Regions from separate parts of the Pan troglodytes genome. Here all the other regions are linked to region 3. Evidence: chromatin contacts called from public HiChIP or PLAC-seq data. All regions are on one chromosome and are shown on one strand. Each heading gives the region's core, a stretch centred on a gene start, on an enhancer-like site or on the middle of the called end of the contact. The rest is flanking DNA. Distances are from core to core; before and after follow the strand shown. Region 1 holds the start of SGTB (small glutamine rich tetratricopeptide repeat co-chaperone beta). Region 2 holds the start of SREK1 (splicing regulatory glutamic acid and lysine rich protein 1). Region 3 holds the start of ERBIN (erbb2 interacting protein).

What was found. HiChIP or PLAC-seq counts read pairs in DNA pulled down with a chosen protein or histone mark.
Region 1: an H3K4me3 HiChIP or PLAC-seq map of stem cell-derived excitatory neurons shows a contact between it and region 3, with 3 times the contacts expected there. The contact joins the promoter of SGTB here to the promoter of ERBIN in region 3. A contact is called at or near these places in 1 of 7 Hi-C or Micro-C datasets (stem cell-derived neural progenitor cells) and 1 of 1 datasets of contacts at active chromatin or transcription factors (stem cell-derived excitatory neurons).
Region 2: an H3K4me3 HiChIP or PLAC-seq map of stem cell-derived excitatory neurons shows a contact between it and region 3, with 4 times the contacts expected there. The contact joins the promoter of SREK1 here to the promoter of ERBIN in region 3. A contact is called at or near these places in 1 of 7 Hi-C or Micro-C datasets (stem cell-derived neural progenitor cells) and 1 of 1 datasets of contacts at active chromatin or transcription factors (stem cell-derived excitatory neurons).

Annotation. Positions count from the first base shown.
Region 1 is chr4:48,913,856-48,917,780 of NHGRI_mPanTro3-v2.0_pri, reverse strand. SGTB (small glutamine rich tetratricopeptide repeat co-chaperone beta) reads right to left here and starts at 2,107. Exons shown (of 11, transcript XM_526906.9): 1 at 1,851-2,107; 2 at 623-744. The coding sequence starts at 722. It overlaps NLN (neurolysin), which reads left to right and starts at 2,099. Exons shown (of 13, transcript XM_001163138.8): 1 at 2,099-2,348. The coding sequence starts at 2,308.
Region 2 is chr4:48,500,229-48,503,687 of NHGRI_mPanTro3-v2.0_pri, reverse strand. It overlaps SREK1 (splicing regulatory glutamic acid and lysine rich protein 1), which reads left to right and starts at 1,994. Exons shown (of 12, transcript XM_009449070.5): 1 at 1,994-2,822. The coding sequence starts at 2,662.
Region 3 is chr4:48,714,891-48,718,530 of NHGRI_mPanTro3-v2.0_pri, reverse strand. ERBIN (erbb2 interacting protein) reads left to right here and starts at 2,289. Exons shown (of 27, transcript XM_009449074.5): 1 at 2,289-3,366.

The sequences.
Region 1 (3,925 bases), core at 858-3,357, 200 kb before region 3:
TTTTTTTTTTTTTTGAGACAGGGTCTCGCTCATGGCCCAGGCTGGAGTGCAGTGGTGTGATCTTAGCTCACTGCAACCTCCACCTCCTGGGTTCAAGCCACCCTCCTGTCTCAGCCTCCTGAGTAGCTGGGACTACAGGCAAGTGCCACCACACCTGGCTACTTTTTGTATTTTTAGTAGAGACAGGGTTTTGCCATGTTGCCCAGCCTGGTCTTGAACTCCTGACCTCAAATGATCTACCTGCCTCGGTCTCCCAAAGTGCTGGGATTACAGGCATGAGCCACCAAGCCTGGCCCTGGTTTTATTTTCTCACTTGTTAAATGGGGATAATACTAACATAACAGTTGCTGTGAAGAAAAAATTGCCTATAATATGAACAGCATACTTCTGACATATAGTATTTGTTCAATAAATGAACAATAGTCCTCTTAATTTGTTGTTAAAACAAACAAAACAAGCTTCAGAAAATGGAAATACGATAATCTTATAGTCAGGCCTCTCTTCTTGAAAGATCAAAAAAAAATTCTGGTTATGTTACAATAGATCATCAAGTTGGGCTTACAGCTATTTTAGTCTTCGTTTATAATTATAATATAAATGAACACAAAGAGCAGATGTGTACCTTCCAAACTTTCTTGTTCATCCGAGGTGTAAGTGTCCATCTGACTTTGTTCCCGTAAGAAACGAATAACTGCATAAACCAGGTGCTTGATAGATGACATTTTAGAAGCTTAAACACTTTTCCTTGATAAGAAAAATGAAAACACTGAACTAAGTTATTTTAAAGAATCAGTCAGGAAAGTCATAAATTACAAAGATGATATGGGTTATAAACTGTATTAAAGGTAAAAACAAAACACAAAACTGTATGACCTTTCATCTTTTCTCTTTGTAAAGAGTCAGGAGAGCACAAAGTATTGTGAAGGTAATTTATTACATATTTTCATTAATACCCAGTGGTATACGAGTATGTTAAATCTTGGAATAAGTAAAAATGTCTTCAAAACATGTACAGCATAAGCTTAGACTGTCACTGCATATCTCACCATACAGAAATCCCCTAAAGGCCTCAGTACTAAGTTGAGAGGCATTTCATACTGCTGACTAAAAGCTGATCTATACCAAGCATCTTCCTCTCTTTCATGGGATCTAAAAAAAGTATTAATAATGTACACTCTACCCACTTTTGTACGTTGAGAGTTATTTGATGAGGAAACACATTCGCGAAAGGTTATTCAACTGGTGAGTGTCGTTCTTAATAAAAACGGCATTTCTATTTAATCAGCAGACATGTCAGGAAATCGCTGGCCAAGTCGATGGATACTACAAGCCGACCGGCGCTCCCTGCAGAGGCTGTGCTCTCGTGGACAAGCTGGAAGCTCCCGGTCATGTTCATTCACATGGAATACTATCGCATCCAAACAGTGGCGCAGGGCCAGGCGGCATTCATGGCTGATTTCCACCAAATCGCATCATCCATCTGCTCCCCAGGTTCCCTAATTCAAAGCCAGGGTGTGGTACCCGCCGCTATAATGTTTATTATTTGTGTAGTTATTTTAAAGGCGATGTCAGCCTCTAGGCCACGGGGTCATAAGCACTAAATAAGTCCCCAGGGCAGAAGGTAAAAACAGAATGGGGGGAAAAGGGGTGAGAAGAGGGAAAGAGATGCCCAGCCTAGTCCAGGCTTCTCCCCTTTCCTCTCCCCAGAGCGCATCGAGCTCCCCCTCCCTTCCATCCTCCCTCAGGTACCCGGCCTCGCCTCGGCCCTGCCCGGTGTGCAGCGGGTGCCGGTGCGGGCCTCGGTCCGGAGCGGCGGGAGGCGCACCCTTGCCAGACAGAAGCCCCCTTACCAAGCAGGAGGACGCGAGACGACTGCTGCTGGCCCGCGGGGTTCCGTAGGCAGGCCCGCCCGACCCCTGGTCCTCGGGGCTGGAGCCCGGCTCGGGATCGCAGCACTGGTCGCGGCGGCGCAAACTTCCCCGGCCCCCAGGCCGTCGACCCCAGAACCCACCAGGCTGTGCTCTCTCTCAGGCGGCAGGGTCTGGCCAGCACCGCCCCTGGGGCGGGGCCGGACGCGAGGGCTGGGGCGGGGCCAGACGCGCGGGCTGGGGCGGGGCACGGCGCGGGGCGGGGCTGGTAGGCGCCGGCGTGGAGCTGCCGCACGTGGGAGGGCGCTGGCCAGGCAGCCACTGTGGCCTCTGCGGCTAGGCCGGCTGGAGACTTCCGGGCGCCCAGGCGCTGCCGCCCGCCTCGCCGCCCCACGCCGAAGGACCACGCGCCCGCCGCCGCCAGCCTGTCAGCGCTCCCATGATCGCCCGGTGCCTTTTGGCTGTGCGAAGCCTCCGCAGGTACCTCCAGCGCGCGGGTTAACCTTGGCCGTGGGCAGGGCGGGGTCTTTCGCCGTGTGGTGCCTGGAGCCCGGACCCAGCCCTTCCCGACCGCGCCTCTCCGACGCTCCTGGGACGCACCCTCCCCGCGGCTTGCAAGGTGGACCCCTGGGGGACACCTGGCGCGGCCACCTGGGGCCACCTTTACCGCCTCCGCTCCCTCGGGAGGACGTCCATTCCTCTTTGTTTGGGACTGCCTCAGCCGCAGTCAGCGAGGCTGGTCACAGACGCGGCCCAAAATGAATGCAAATAGTTTGGATAAGAAAATCATTTCACGTTCAATCCCAATGCAGAACTACAGACCTGTCATTAAAAGTGCCGCAGCTGTGGACTCAGAGCAATTGTGTTTGCTCCTCGCGCCCATTATTAGCATTCCAATCGTTTAACATCCACCCGAGATGAAACCTCTTTGGTGGTGTTGCTTGTTTCCGTCCATGCTCTCTGACTTCCTTTTTTATTTTCCTCCTCCCCATAAAACAAACATTCTGCCTCTTGCCGGTGCAAATTGACTTGGCCCAAAATGGAGAAAATGATCGCTTGGACACGGCTTTGGGCAGCCTGAGCTGCTGTTTTGGATTGCTTCCTAGCCCTCTAACCACACCCCACTGCAACAGACCAGTAGCAAGATGGTGAGGGAATTAAATTCTTTGCACGGATGCACTGGTTTTCGGAAACAATGCCGCCACCATCCCCGTTTCCAAATCTGCCCAGAACTGTAAATCCAAATGAAGATTCAACAGAATAAAGAAAATGTGTGCTTCTTGCTAGCTATCAACAAAACTACTTTGTAACATGTCAGCATTTAAGCTTTCTACAGTTCCCTTTTGCACATTGCCACTCGTCTGTGTGGATGGAGCTTTGTGTTGCTCAGTCCGTAGAGTTAGGGAGCAGGCAGGCGACAGTGGTTAATTACAAAGAGTTAATGTGGTGATTGGTGACCATATTTCAGCCTGTCGTTTTTTGCTAGTCTCCAGGCTGCAATCGATATAGCTGTCAAATGAAGTTATACCAAGAAATGAAGACTTCACATAATGCAGGGGTGAGAGGAGGGAATAAATCTTCATATAAGAGCAATTCTCGGCCGGGCGCTGTGGCTCACGCCTGTAATCCCAGCACTTTGGGAGGCCGAGGCGGGTGGATCACGAGGTCAGGAGATCGAGACCATCCTGGCTAACACGGTGAAACCCCGTCTCTACTAAAAAATACAAAAAATTAGCCAGGCGTGGTGGCGGGCGCCTGTAGTCCCAGCTACTCGGGAGGCTGAGGCAGGAGAATGGCATGAACCCGGGAGGCGAAGCTTGCAGTGAGCCGAGATTGCACCACTGTACTCTAGCCTGGGCGACAGAGCAAGACTCCGTCTCAAAAAAAAAAAAAAAAAAAAGAACAATTCTCAAACTTTTTATTCTCAGGACCCCTTTACCTTTCAAAAATTACCGTGGACCTAAGAGCTTCTGTTTGTATGGTATATCTGTCTATATTTACCATATTAGACATTAAAGCTGGAAAAAATTTAAAGTAGTTGTTAATTTACAAAACTA
Region 2 (3,459 bases), core at 745-3,244, 210 kb after region 3:
CCTGCCCTACTCTCCCCAAATCCTGGGATTACAGGCATATGCCACCGCACATAGCCAGTCATTTTAGAACATGAATCTGATCAGGGTCACTCTTCAGCTCCGAGGTCTTCAGTGGCTCCCAGCTTATGATAAAGTAACCTCTACCGTGACAAATAATACCCTTCATAAAGGCTTATTCCTTTGCATGCATCTCTAGTCATTTTTAGCCCAGCAATAATAGACTTTGAATCTTCTGTACCTCACTCGAGCTCTCTTTTACCTTAACCCTGCCTTTGCACATTCTACATGCTCAGTCTGGAATGCCCTTCACTGCTCCTCCTTCCCTCCTTGCCTGGGTAATTCCTATTTGTTCAATATTCAGCTTAAGCAATATTTCTTCTGGGAAGTATGCCATTAGAACTAAGTTTAAGAGGCCCTCCTGTGTGCTCTGAATTCCCCCATGCTTATCCCTATGGTAATAATAATTCTCAAACATTTTGGTCTTGAGTCCCTTTACATTCTTAAAGATTATTAAGGACTGTAAAATGCTTTTATTACTATCCACATTATAAATTAAACCTGAGAAATTTGGTATTTTGAGATTCATTTAAAAATAATTATAAGCCCATTATGTTAATATAAATGACGCATTTTTTTCTTAGAAACCGAGATTGAAGGCAAAATGATGCATTTTTATGATAAAATATTTTTCCAAAAAATTGGTGAGAAGAGTGGCATTGTCTTACATTTTTCAAACCTTTTTAATGTCTGCTTTAATAGAAGACAGCTGAATTCTCCTATCTATGTATTCTTTATTTTTTTCCAACTTTTATTGTAGGTCCAGGGGTACATGTGAAGGTTTGTTACATAGATAAATTCATGTCATGGGGGTTTGTTGTACGGATTATTTCATCATCCAGGTATTAAGCCCAGTGCTCAATAATTTTTTCTGCTCCTCTCCCTCCTTCCACCCTCCACCCTCAAGTAGACCACAGTGACTGACGTTTCCTTCTTTGTGATCATGAGTTTTCTGTGTATTCGATCTGTTGTGATATGTTTTGGTTGAAATATATGAGGGAAATCTGATCTCATAAAGATAAGGTGTTGGAAAAGGGAAAACTACTTTATAGCCTTTCCAGATAGTTCTAGATATTATTCTTTGATACTGTACCAAACTTACATGTGGTAGTTTCTTAGCCTTCATTGCAGTGTGGACTGAATCTGAAACCACATCAATTAAGCACTGAAATCCATCAATCTATCTTGCACATACCAGAGGCTTTTTGCCTTTGTAATGGCACCCACTGGCCATTTGGAAAATAGGTGTCCACTAAGTTGTAAAGATCACAAAAATGTTGACATATTTCATAATATAGTCAAAAATAATTTGTTAATATAATGCTTCTTTTACTAGAAAAGTCTTTAAGTACTGGCAAGCTGTCAAGCTCAAGTTGGTGGATACAAGTGTAATAAAATTTGTATTTTTAGGTGAAAATTCAAAGAATTACACTAGTGCTTTTTCCGGAGACAACCGTTTCACTTGGGCATGTAGCGGCAGTAGTTCCCATTTTTTCACACATATTCTTTAAAAGACGTGTAAGCAAGGATGGATTTGAAAAAAAAATACAATTTTTAGTTACTTGTGAAGAACATTTTTAAAGTGAAACTAGCATATTTTAAGACCTTAAATGTTGTATGATGTGAAGAATACAAAATGCCACTACCAGTACAAGACTGGCGCCACTGCCTTGATTGCTGCTAAGGTGTCAGCAGTTTAATCTTTTACGTTACCAGTGCAAATGGCAACAAAGTGAAAAAGGTCAAGAAACTCTTAATATTATTATGAAAATCGTTTTGACCTTGCCAACTTTACTGAAAAGGTCTCGGTACCCTTAGGGATCTGCGGAGGGCATTTTGGGAGCAGCTGCCATGGACTCAACTACTGTTGTCTCTCATTAGGTTGCAAGTTCTATGTGAACTGTCTTTAACTGTCTGTTACGTGCCCTTGCCTAATAGTGCCTGGGACATAGCACTCAATAAACATCAACACCTGTGGAACGAGGGAATAAAAACAGGTTATAAACAACCCCTGCACAGCCTTCATCTTACTGGCTCTTTCCTTAATTCAACCTGAACCTACGCATTTTGTAAAATTTTGTTTTTTTCACAATTAGGACGCCTGCCAACTTTTAAAAATAGTTGGAGTTGGGGTGCTGCCTGTATGTGATAAGGCTGCACTATAGTTGGGTCAAGTGTTCTTCCGTGTTGTCCAAGAGTCATTCCTCCTTTACAGTCCCGCACCAGTAGGCCAGGCCGCTTGGTTTCCCAATCCGAGACCGGAAGGAACCGGGTAGACAGGAGCACAAGACTCTCATCGACTTTTGGGGAAAACAAAAACACCGAAAAAAATCCAGGCGGTGAAACGAGCAGCAACAGCCCCAGGGACCCGGGAGCTGGAGGCCGCAGCCGCGCGAGAACCACCGGGTTGCCGGGGCGACGCTTCCGGCTGGCGCGCGCAGCCCCGGGAGCAGGGGAGTTGTGAAATGGGCGGCTAGATCTGCCCGGCGCTGTGAATTCGCCAGCGGGAGCGCGCTCGCGGACGCGCATTCTCCGCTTTCCCGGCTCCGTCGCTGACGCGTCGTAGACGTTGGGGAGCGGGAAGGCAACGGCAGCGGGATCGGGATGAACAGCGGCGGCGGCTTCGGTTTGGGCTTAGGCTTCGGCCTCACCCCCACGTCGGTGATTCAGGTGACGAATCTGTCGTCGGCGGTGACCAGCGAGCAGATGCGGACGCTTTTTTCCTTCCTAGGAGAAATCGAGGAGCTGCGGCTCTACCCCCCGGAGTAAGTGCTGGAGCTCGGCTGGGGGAGGGGCGCGGGCGCCATAGAGACCTCGGGAGCCGAGGCGTGGAGGAGAGCGCGGACGCGGGCGCGCGGTGCATGTCACGTGATCTCCCGGGCTTACCTTGGTGCCCATATTTGATTAGGGCACCCGGGTTCCGCCGTCCTGCTCTCCTTAGTCGGATTTGGGGGTTTAACTACTGCACGGAGCCCTTACCAAGGATTTAGAATGGTTGCCCTTTCCGTGCCTCCGGGACTTGTGTTCGCTGCTGGGTCTTCGAATTCCGTGCACCCACCCTCTTATTTCCCCCCGAACTTAAGATGGCCGCAGGTGGGCCCGGAACAGCCCTCATGGCAAACGTCTCAGAGCGTTTTTCCACTCTGAAAATCGCGGAGACCGCGCCTGAGCCACAGTCCAGTTTTTTAAGGCCTTGGTGTCAGGCCGTTTTGCTGACGAGAAAGCCTGCTGCTGGTGACAAGATGGAACTGGGGCTGTGTTTGTTTCCCAGGACGGTCGCACAAACTTAGCATCTTGGTTTATCTAACCGAGCGCATCCATGTTCCCAAAGATCATGTCTGTTAGCCCTTTTGACAGCAGATTAAATTTTCCTCCTGAAAGGTCACACTGTCCCAAAGCTTT
Region 3 (3,640 bases), core at 1,040-3,539:
CAAAGTGCTGGGATTACAGGTGCGAGCCACTGCAACCGGCCAGATTCCATCCTCTTAAGGCCAGTGTATTTGGTGGCTCATTCTTACAGTATGAGTAAGCAGGACTTATTTAGCCATCAAAAGGGTCCTTTTATTGCCTGTAATCCTCTACTCTCTATATATTGCTCCAAGGAATGAGACTATATTTCCCTCTCCTATCAACTCAGCCTCAGCATATGTTATCTCTAGTTATCTCTATTTTTCCCTTCCAACAAAAGCTGCTTTAGGGAAACAATCTGATGAATTAGGTATAAATGACTAATAAGGATTAAAATATTACTTTTCCCAGGATTATGGTTTTGTGCTAGAGAAAAAAACTACTTAAAGGGATAAAACTCTAATGGCAGAATTTCAGGTGAGTTGGAGGGTTTTTGGTTATAGGTACTTTTCTAGCCTAGATGGTAGTCTGTCAGATTGGTCCTGAGTATGAGTATAAATTTTAAAAAGGCTAGGACCAGGGCAAGTCTTAGCCTAAAGCAGTGGCCTGATCAGTTAAGTTTAGAGAGGAGGGTTAGGTTTACTCGAATCTATGGCATCACATTTAAAGGGGTCTCGAATCAACCTGAGATTAGAAGCAACACTGGAATCCCAGAATCTAGCTGGTTTTCCACTAGTATGGGAGATATTCCATCCTGGCATGCTTTAGGAGAGTGACCCTTTCAGTTCAGAGCTATGCCACTGAGTTCTGATCAGGCGCAAAACGGTTTTTGAAAACGGAGCAAGAAATCTTCCCAGCGATGATTACAAATAGCTTGTACAATATGCTAACTTTAGCTTTTTATGCAATGGTTAAGATTCATTTTCACATAGATATCCAGCTTGGTAACACTGGCATAGCTGCTGCCATTTCCTAGCTTCCAGCGAATACTCTTACCTCTAATTCAGCACTGAATATATCTGAACACTTCAGTACTACCTGTAAATCTTCAACTTCTGCTGTATGCTAAATAACCTAACATCTGTATTAATTCCAGCAGTTCTTCAAGTAGTTAAAAATGCTCCCAACCTGAATAATGACTTGAATATCATCTTCGGCGTTATTTCTAGTGTTTGCTACTAATGTACAACTCATTTTGGTAAATGATTACTTGGTGGAATTTATGAACTCTTTCCATTGGCAAGCCAAAAAAAAAAAAAAAAAAAAAAAAAGGTCTGTAGGGGATATAGCTCTTTATTCAAACTTGGTAATAAATAATTATCTCTAGAATACAGACGGAAGAACTGAACCAGGGACTTCAGGGACCCAGAGGCTAATTATCATCACTGTACACAGTTAAGTGCAGCAGAGAATGGGGGTGGCGAATGGTTCGCTCCGCATTACGCTCCTTCTCTGGGTAAAACAAGGCCGTCTTTTCTGTGAACATATTTAAAGCAAGAACTGCAAAAACTGTGCAATGTTATGGTTGAGGCTTTCTATTTGCCATATGTGTTGACAGAATGCTTAAGAGTCTCTCTCCGCAATAAACGCGAACCCTGCCAGGCTGAATTATTAGGGCCAGCGCAATTCAACGACTGCACCACCACCGAACCGCTGGGGTGGGAAGCCTGCGTCGCATCGGAGCGTACCCATGTTTCCTCTAACAAAGGCACGATCTTGAGGCCATTTCGCGGGCCCTTTTCCCACTCCCAGCGCCAGCTTTGTCTCCCCGCCGGTGTGAGGCCGATACTTGGAGGAGGCTGAGCTGCGCCGCTGGGGAACAAGCTCGAAGGGCGGGCGTGGGAAGCTGCACCGCGCTGCCGCTGTGGTTTCCTGCGACCTGACCGTGCCATTAGAGGAAGTTGGAGTGCTGCAGCTGCAAGAGATACCTGCTGCCTTCAAATCAGGGCTGGACTCCAACAACCCCTGTGCACCGATTACTGTCGTACAAAGAAACTCCATCGGCCGGCGCGGCGGAGGCCTGTGGGCTCTCTCTCTGGCTGGGCGCTGGGCCGCGAGCAGACAGCAGGGTCGGCGTTGCCAGCGTTCCCCACCCTGGGGGGCTCGGGAGTCGGGGAGTGCGGGGTCGGGGAGCGGGCAGGGAGCAGCGGGCAGGCCTCGAGGGGCCTGGGCCAGAGTGGGCCTCACGGCGCGCCTTGCACGCGAACCCACGGCCGCCGGCTGCCCCTCCCCCGGCCCCCGGCCCGCTGCCCCCAGCCGCCGACGTCGGCCCGCACCGCCCCCGCGCGCTGACTGGCCCGCGCAGGCCTCCTGCCCGGCTGTTGGCGGTTGGGGCGAAGCCGGCGGGAGGCCGCCCCGCCCCCGCCCCCGCCGCGGAGTCGCGGCGCGCAGCCTCTTCACCCGTCGCGGCCGGGGCGGTGGCGCTGTTGCCGCCGCGGCCTGTGAGGCAGTAACTCCCCTCCGCCCCTGCCCCATTCCTCCTCCTTTCTCTCCGCTCCCTCCGTCCTCCCTCCCCTCGCCGTCTCTCGCTCGAGTGAATGTGGCGCGGCGGCGCGGGACGCAGTCTCGGCCCCTGCCGCGGCCCCGCAAGCTCGTGAGGAGACGGAGCTGCCGCCTGCTCCCGCCCCCTGCCGCCCCCTGCGCGTCTCGGGGAGCCACCGCCGCTGGCGAAGGAGAACAAGCAGGGCAGCGGAGGGACGGTGGCGGGAAAACGGGAGAGGGAGGAGAAGAGGGTTCGAGGGCGAGTAGGGAAAGCGGGGAGGGACGGACGGAAGGACGGACGGCCCGGGGAGGGGGCCGCTATTGAGCCTGCCCGACTCCTCGGCTCCGGCTCCGGGTGGCGGCGGCAGCGGCGTCGCGGACGAAGGGCGCGGCAAGCGCTATCGAGACAATAACCCTGCCGCCCGGCTCTGGGGGCGGCGGAGAGGAAGCGGTGGCGGCCTAGCGCGGCCGAGGCTCGCCGAGCGCCCGGGCAGCGTCCTCGCCCCCGCCGGCCGGGTGCCGCTGCCGTCCGGTGTGCGGGGCGCGCCGGTTGCCCGGAGCCCGAGGCTCCCGGCGGCCGTCTCCTCCCCTCCCCCTCTCCGGTGCGCGCGGAGCTGGTTTTCCGGGTTCCCCTGGACGGAGCTGGATCCTGCTTCTCGCCAAGGCAGGAAGTGAGTTTCGCACTGCAATTCCGGGCGGTGTCACGAGTGAAAAGTTTTTTGTTTTTTTTTTTTTCGGCGGAGATCCTCGTTGGGGCTGGGAAACTCCTGCAAAACTCGAGACCAGGAAGCCAGCCCGCACCCCAACCCCCACCAAAGCCACCTACTCTTCTTCTGCGGGAGGCCAGTTCACATCCGCTCTCACCCGAGAGAGATATTCAGCTGGATCCAAAGTGACTGATGAAGGGAAGGAAATCATGTCAAGCGAAGCCTTGAAAAAGCTGCCCTGAGACGCTGTCCCGCCGAAAGGTAATTTTCACGAAAAGTGTCTCTGAGTCACAAAGTTCATAGGACTTTGTGACTCGGAAAAGAGATGATCCTTTAGTGTTTTTCACTCTTCTCCAAGTTGCCCTAAATCCTCCTTTTCTCATATCGAAGCGGTTAATAATTGAGGGGCTAAATAATCGAACTGCACCCCACCGCGTCCCCTCTCCCCCCTGCCCTCCCCACCATCTGGACTTTGGATTTTTTGGAAGAGGTTGTAAGAATGCGGTGGGACGAAAAGTTTTTAGCAATCCGAAGA